Regions from separate parts of the Capsicum annuum genome. Here region 2 is linked to region 1. A link is a contact called in public Hi-C data. All regions are on one chromosome and are shown on one strand. The core of a region is the stretch at or near the end of the contact, and the rest is flanking DNA. Distances in the headings are between cores, read along the strand shown.

Evidence for each region. Hi-C and Micro-C count contacts between places; a contact is called where the count stands out from the background.
Region 2: a Hi-C map of placenta shows a contact between it and region 1, with 2.4 times the contacts expected there. The contact joins the promoter of LOC107863420 here to the promoter of LOC124896755 in region 1. A contact is called at or near these places in 2 of 5 Hi-C or Micro-C datasets (leaf and placenta).

What each region holds. Positions count from the first base shown.
Region 1 is chr3:197,152,061-197,155,225 of UCD10Xv1.1, reverse strand. LOC124896755 reads right to left here and starts at 1,487. Exons shown (of 2, transcript XM_047408561.1): 1 at 1,409-1,487; 2 at 351-1,161. The coding sequence starts at 1,143. The coding sequence ends at 655.
Region 2 is chr3:197,374,130-197,377,302 of UCD10Xv1.1, reverse strand. LOC107863420 (mitochondrial intermediate peptidase, mitochondrial) reads right to left here and starts at 1,700. Exons shown (of 17, transcript XM_016709328.2): 1 at 1,339-1,700; 2 at 1,138-1,219; 3 at 733-785; 4 at 577-631. The coding sequence starts at 1,517.

The sequences.
Region 1 (3,165 bases), core at 238-2,737:
ATTGGGCTAACGAGTAGCAACGCATTGATTCAACATCCTAATCTGCAGTATGTAAAATCATATTATACAACATATTAGTAAAATCCCACAAAGTAGGGTTTAGGGAGGGTAAAGTATACACAAATCATACCATAATTCAGAGATAGAGAGGTTTTTTCCAACAGACCCTTTCCTCAAGCAAAAAAAGAAAAACAGTCCAAAAAAGTATAGAAAAAGAAATAACAAAAGTGGAGACAGTCATGACAAAAGACTATACTATAAGACACCTAACAAATCATCTTAAACAGTAGTCATAACAGGATATAATGAATATCGAAGTGTAAAGGCCACAATTAATAACTAAACTCAAAAGGGAAAGAAATTATACGACAAATACAACTCATAGTATGTTTAATTGTAAAGAAGAATAAGTGAGACAAATTTCAATCATCTAATATGAAATAAATAATCATATCGTATTTCAATAAATTTCTGTGTATGCTGAAATTTTAGCGAGGATATTACGGAAGTTATGGATCTCTAAGCTCGTACCAAAGAAACAGAAGTTAGAATTGACTTTCTTAGATGCATACACTTATTGAGTTGTTTCATAGCATGTAGCAGTGGTAGGATTTCTCCAATTTTGGACCTTTAGTAATTCATAACTCATAAATACTAATCTCCTCTAGCCCGTATCTCCATGATCGCTCGAAGAGATATCATCAACGTGCCAAGGCTGATAGCTAGCCAAGTTTGCCATCCAGTTCCGAACTCTTCACTGGCAAAGGAAGCAGTAAGGTAACAGAGTCCATAGAGAACTCCAAAATCAGTATTGAGAGGCCTAACCATCATGAGCACACAGAAAAAACTCGCAGTACACATTAAGAGGAACAAAGTTACATGAGCATGAGGGTTTTCTTTCTGCAGGCTCAGGAGCGGCAACAAGAAGAGCCAAGAAACCGCCAGTCCTAGACCATCAAAAGAACCAACAGGGACAGCCCCAATGTTCAGTACTCGAAGAAAACCAGAGACTACAAAATATCCGCCCAGTAGTACTATTGCCATAACTGGGCCAACAAGCCACGCTGCGTGGCCAAGAGCAGCCATACCCACAAACAAGAAAAGCACCGTGGATGCAGCCCATATCTTCTTCTCAAGATCCATTTCCTTTACGTCTTGTTTCTAAAATGTGCTCGTATTTGGAAACAAGAAGAAAATCAGAACAAGAATTCATATGATGAAAACACGTAATTATGATACTAAAATTGAGGTAATTACTGCTATAACAACATGGACACTCGCCCAAGAAAATTGTTTTTCAGAACAAGTTTGTTAAAAATACTAAGAGTAAAAATGCTCTGATGAAAACATTGAAGAATTAAAACAGTAACCACAGAAAACTAAAATTTCAAACCATGGGAAGACGTACATTCTATTCAGCAGGAGACCCTTTGTAACATGGATATTAATTCAATATTCTCTTCATTCTAGTATATGTTACATCATCCTTATTAGAAACAATTAAGTTTATAGCCACTGAAATGTTGAGATTTACCTTCCTTCTATTTTATCATTTTTATTAATGGTAGAATATTTTTTTTTTCCATTTTTAGTCTAAAAAGATTTTACATTATTTATTTCCTTTTAAGTCTAGAGTTTATTAATTAAAGAATATTTAGTCTTATAACTATAATATTTTTCTTATTTATTTTATTTAGTTTCTTATAAATAGAGATTACTCTTCTATTTAAATCAAGAAAAAGAATCAATCAAGAGTTTTCATTCAATTTCTGTTCAATTTTCTTTCTTGTCTCTTTCATTCCATAACAATGAAATGACTTTTTTACAAAGTTATAGCTGCACAAAAGTTATATATGTTTAAAATTTCAAACTTTAATTTCTTTATTCTATCTTAAACTATGTGTGTGGAGTCAAACTATATCAAATAAATTGAGAAAAAGGAAATATATATCGATACTCCAACCACGTGTTCTCGCAATTTTAATCGTATTCAATATATAGTAACTTGTTCAATGGGTCCAACTTCATACTTGAATTCTTGGTAAACATTACTATTACCAACTCATCTCCTTCTCACTACAACCTCGCATTAACAACAACAATAACAATACATCCAACATAGTCTTATAAAATAGAATTCGGGGAGGATATGCTGTACGCAAATCATATTTCTACCTCAGAGGTAAAAAGATTTTTTCTGATAGACCCTCAATTCAATATAAAATAGTCTATAAAAAAAAGCCAAAATAATACTATATAACCAAACTACACGAAATAATAGATAGTAACAGAAATTGTAGAACAAAAAACTACAAAAATAATATTAGGACTAATAGTATGAACAACAAGACAATACACTCCTTCCTAGTGTTATGTAATAACCTCGCATTAATAGAGAAATGAAACACATTACACACACACACACACACATATATATATATATATATATATATATAAAATCTATAGTATATTAAAAGTGGAAAGACCCTTGGAAAAGTAATTTGAACTTTTTGTCCTCCACTAAAAGACTCTTTTTTAAAAAAAAACTGTCTTTTCACTATTTTTTTAATTTATTATAGTATTTATTTATTTTTTATTATACTAACTAAACCTCCTAAAATATATGGAAGGAGAATTAATTATTATTTTTCTTTTTACTGTTCAACTAGAAAAATACTCCTAAAATAGGACTCTATTAAAAAAATACTTCAATAAATATAAGTAATAAGATATATATACCTCTTAAATTGTAAGTAAGTCTTCTTTCTTTTTTGCCTTATGAAATTATTCTATGAACTGTTATATATGGTAAAGATAAATTCGTCCACGGACAATTGAGATTTGGGTTCAATTTGCATCTTTATTACTTCTTTTTTCCCCCAAGTTAATTAATATAATTCTCAATATTTGTATGGTCTATTTCACATTTATATATGTTCTTTTGTTTTTGCTTTGTCACGGAAGTTGAGGTTGATGCTTTCTTATATGCATCTTGACGTTGTTGTAAGTATACCACATTAATATTTATAGTTATTGAATTATGTATGTTCTTATGGAGTATTTTGTCAATTTGATGCTCTATTGATTTTTTAACTTTGTGGTTATACTTTGATCAATTAAGGTTATTTTTTTTTTCTATTGGGAGAATATGATTGATGCCCATCT
Region 2 (3,173 bases), core at 451-2,950, 220 kb before region 1:
TTATAGTTTGACAAAGATATGTGCATAGGATAGCAATACCACACACGGAGGTAAAAAGACATGAAATTTAGCTAATATCAAAATGAAGCTTACTGGACGTGAATAGATTACTTTACCACAAATAAACTGAATTCAGATCACCTCAAACTTTAGGAGTCCACTAAACCTAATTACTGGCAACCACCAATTGTAAGAAGAGACAAAGGTCACAAAGTGTATCAAGGAGCATAGACCAAATAAGACGGGGTCAAGGGACATAAAATTGTAAAATCCTAATGATCCTCTTCTTCTTTACCATTAAATAGTTCAACAGTTTATTCTCTGACATCACTAGCTGAAATTTGAAGCAAGTAGGTCCAATACAACAGTCAGCATAAACACAAGTAACATCACTTTATATACCATCAACTTTTATCAGTCTAAAAGGATCTCCAGGTTTTACTTTTCCATAGAGTGGTTAAGAGCTCTTGGATGGTAGGGAATTATACAGCTTAAGCAGCTATTATTTCAAATCTGATATAATCAGCAAAGCAAAAAAACAAACTAATAAACCCAATCAAATTTTAAGAACTTTACATGTAAAAACTCATTTACTCTTAACGATGCCTTGCTTGCTTCATCAACAAACTCCCTAAAAAGTGACAATTTTTATGTAAGTGCTCAAAACAATTGAAAAGAAGATAGGAAACTGTAAATAAGGATCCATAGTTTATCTCAAACCTAGTTCACCACCTGTCTGGATGAGTATGTCTGCACAATTCAGCTGAATCAATTACTGAGCACACCTATCAAATTAAATAGGTCAGTTATGGCCTGTCGCTTTAACAAAATCAAATTTTCAAAAAGATACTGCCCAACTAAAACGCTACAACACGTAGCAAAATATACATGTACACTACACTATATTGTACAACATTATACCTAGAGGAAAGCATTATACATAATGTGTCAACCTTGTATAAAAGTACACAATATGTGGGCTAACTCGGGTATAATGTTGTATAATAGTTTATATTGGGCTACTAACGTAAATATTTTCTCCCATCAAACATAGAGCAGAATTTTCCCTTTAACAAAGTCCAACTACTTGTCTTCTTTTAACAAAGGCATAATTAGACCACAAAAACCCAAACTCACAGTATCAGAAATCTCATCCATTGCTCGTATAATTTGAGGAGATGACGGCATGCCAGCTATGTACTTCACAAGTTCTTCTGACCTAATAAGCATGTTAATATTTTTTTTAATCGAACACGTTAAGGACATGAAACAGAAACTCGTAAAGCAATTTGTGGAACAATGCAAAGAATTTGGTCTCTGTTTTGTTTATGTTTTTACCTGTCAATAGCATCGTCAACGAATCGTTGAAAGCCTTTAGCAGTTTTCAAATGATGATAGCCGTAGAGGCCAGTTTGTTTGATTGAGGGGGCTGTAGATGTTGTTGAAATGTGGATGAACTGGGAGTTGGCTCGTACATAAGCAACTGCGCCGGCGGACTTGCGAATTAGAGCGTGCATGGCGTTTGCCGTAGACAAAACTGCTGCAATTTACGGCTCTAATTGGAGGCCCTTCTACATAAGTCCGGTGAGTAATGGCGCTTTTCGACTTGGAAAGCGTTCTCCAAGTCGCGGGGGGTCCAGTGGCAAATGACAATTATAACCCGGAAAGCGGAAATGACAAAATTGTCTTTATGCCAAAGGCATATTTGTCAAATAACAAAGGGACTTAAAATAAATGTGCTGGGTAAAGTTATAAATTTCCAAAACAACCATTCAAGTTGAAGTAAATATCATTCCTCACATACAAAGTGGGCCCCATCTCTTATAAAAGTAGTTATTCTAATAACAAGGTCACAAACTTTTTGATATTTCCTTGAATATAAATCTTTATTTTATTATGTACTCCATTATCTTTTACTCCCTATTTTGAATTAGATGCCCTTCAGCCTTGACACATCTATTAAGAAATCTAATAATTAGGAGTATATTTTATTCTTTTAACCTTTTTGGCATTATAAAATTCAATAATCAATTAAACATGAAAACTTGGTGCAATTAGGAGTGTAATTTTTTTCTTTTACCCTTCTTGACATTGTAAAATTCAATAATCAATTAAGCATGGAAACTTGGTGCAATTATTCCAATTCATGCATGATAAGTCTAGAATCTATAAATCATTAAAAACTTTCTTGGAGAAGTGAAAACTTGATGTAACGCCCCACATTTTCGAGCTAGAAATCGAACTGTCGTTCCTACGCGTGTAAACTCTAATCCCGTGATTTGTATTTTTGAATACATGTGCCATGATCATTATCCTAGTGTGAAGAGTGCTTATTAGGTGAAAAGTGTTCATAGGAATCACTTAGAGTAAAATTGATCTAAGAGCCTTTGATTCAGCTAAATTTTGGTATTCAATTCTACAAGGGTCAACTTTGAACGTGTATAACTTTTGAAACATGTGGAATTTCATAGCTCAAGACCCACCAAATAATAGATAATTGAGTTAGCTTTTCAACGATACCAATTTCGCCTTAATCCGATACCCGAGCAAAAAGTTATGACTTTTTTCGTGAGAGATAATAAAGGGTCGCGATTGCCCCACATTGCGAGGACTATTCCACCCAACTAGGGGTCGCGTCGCAAGGGCTGTTTCACCCAACTAGTGGTCATACCACAAGGTATATTCCCACGGGAAAAAGAGGCCAAGGGGTAATTTAGTCTTTTTTCCTCAACCCCAGACATCCAAACATAATTTATAACACAAAAAGGGGCATTATTTGCCCATCTTCCTTAAAAAAACTAACGTAAAAACCCTCCCCTTTTTAAGAACAATAATTCAATCTTCTTATCTCAAGAACACAAGGATTTAAGTTTTGAATTCAAGATTTCTTCAAGAATCCAAGAGTTCAAGCCTCCAAGTTCAAGAAATCTTTAAGAAATATCAAGAATATGGTTTCTTTCACAAGTTCATCATTCAAGTCCTAAGCTTTAAGATTTCTTCACAAGTCAAAAAATTTAAGGTATGTGGGGTTTATGGACAAGGGTACCCCTTTTACCCTTGTGCTAAAAGTGCATGATTTTAAGATTTAATTTACTTATTTTTGAATTAGCTTCATATCCAAATTGCTATATTCTTGAAGCAAGTTATTACCATGAGATTGAAAGCTTTAAGTA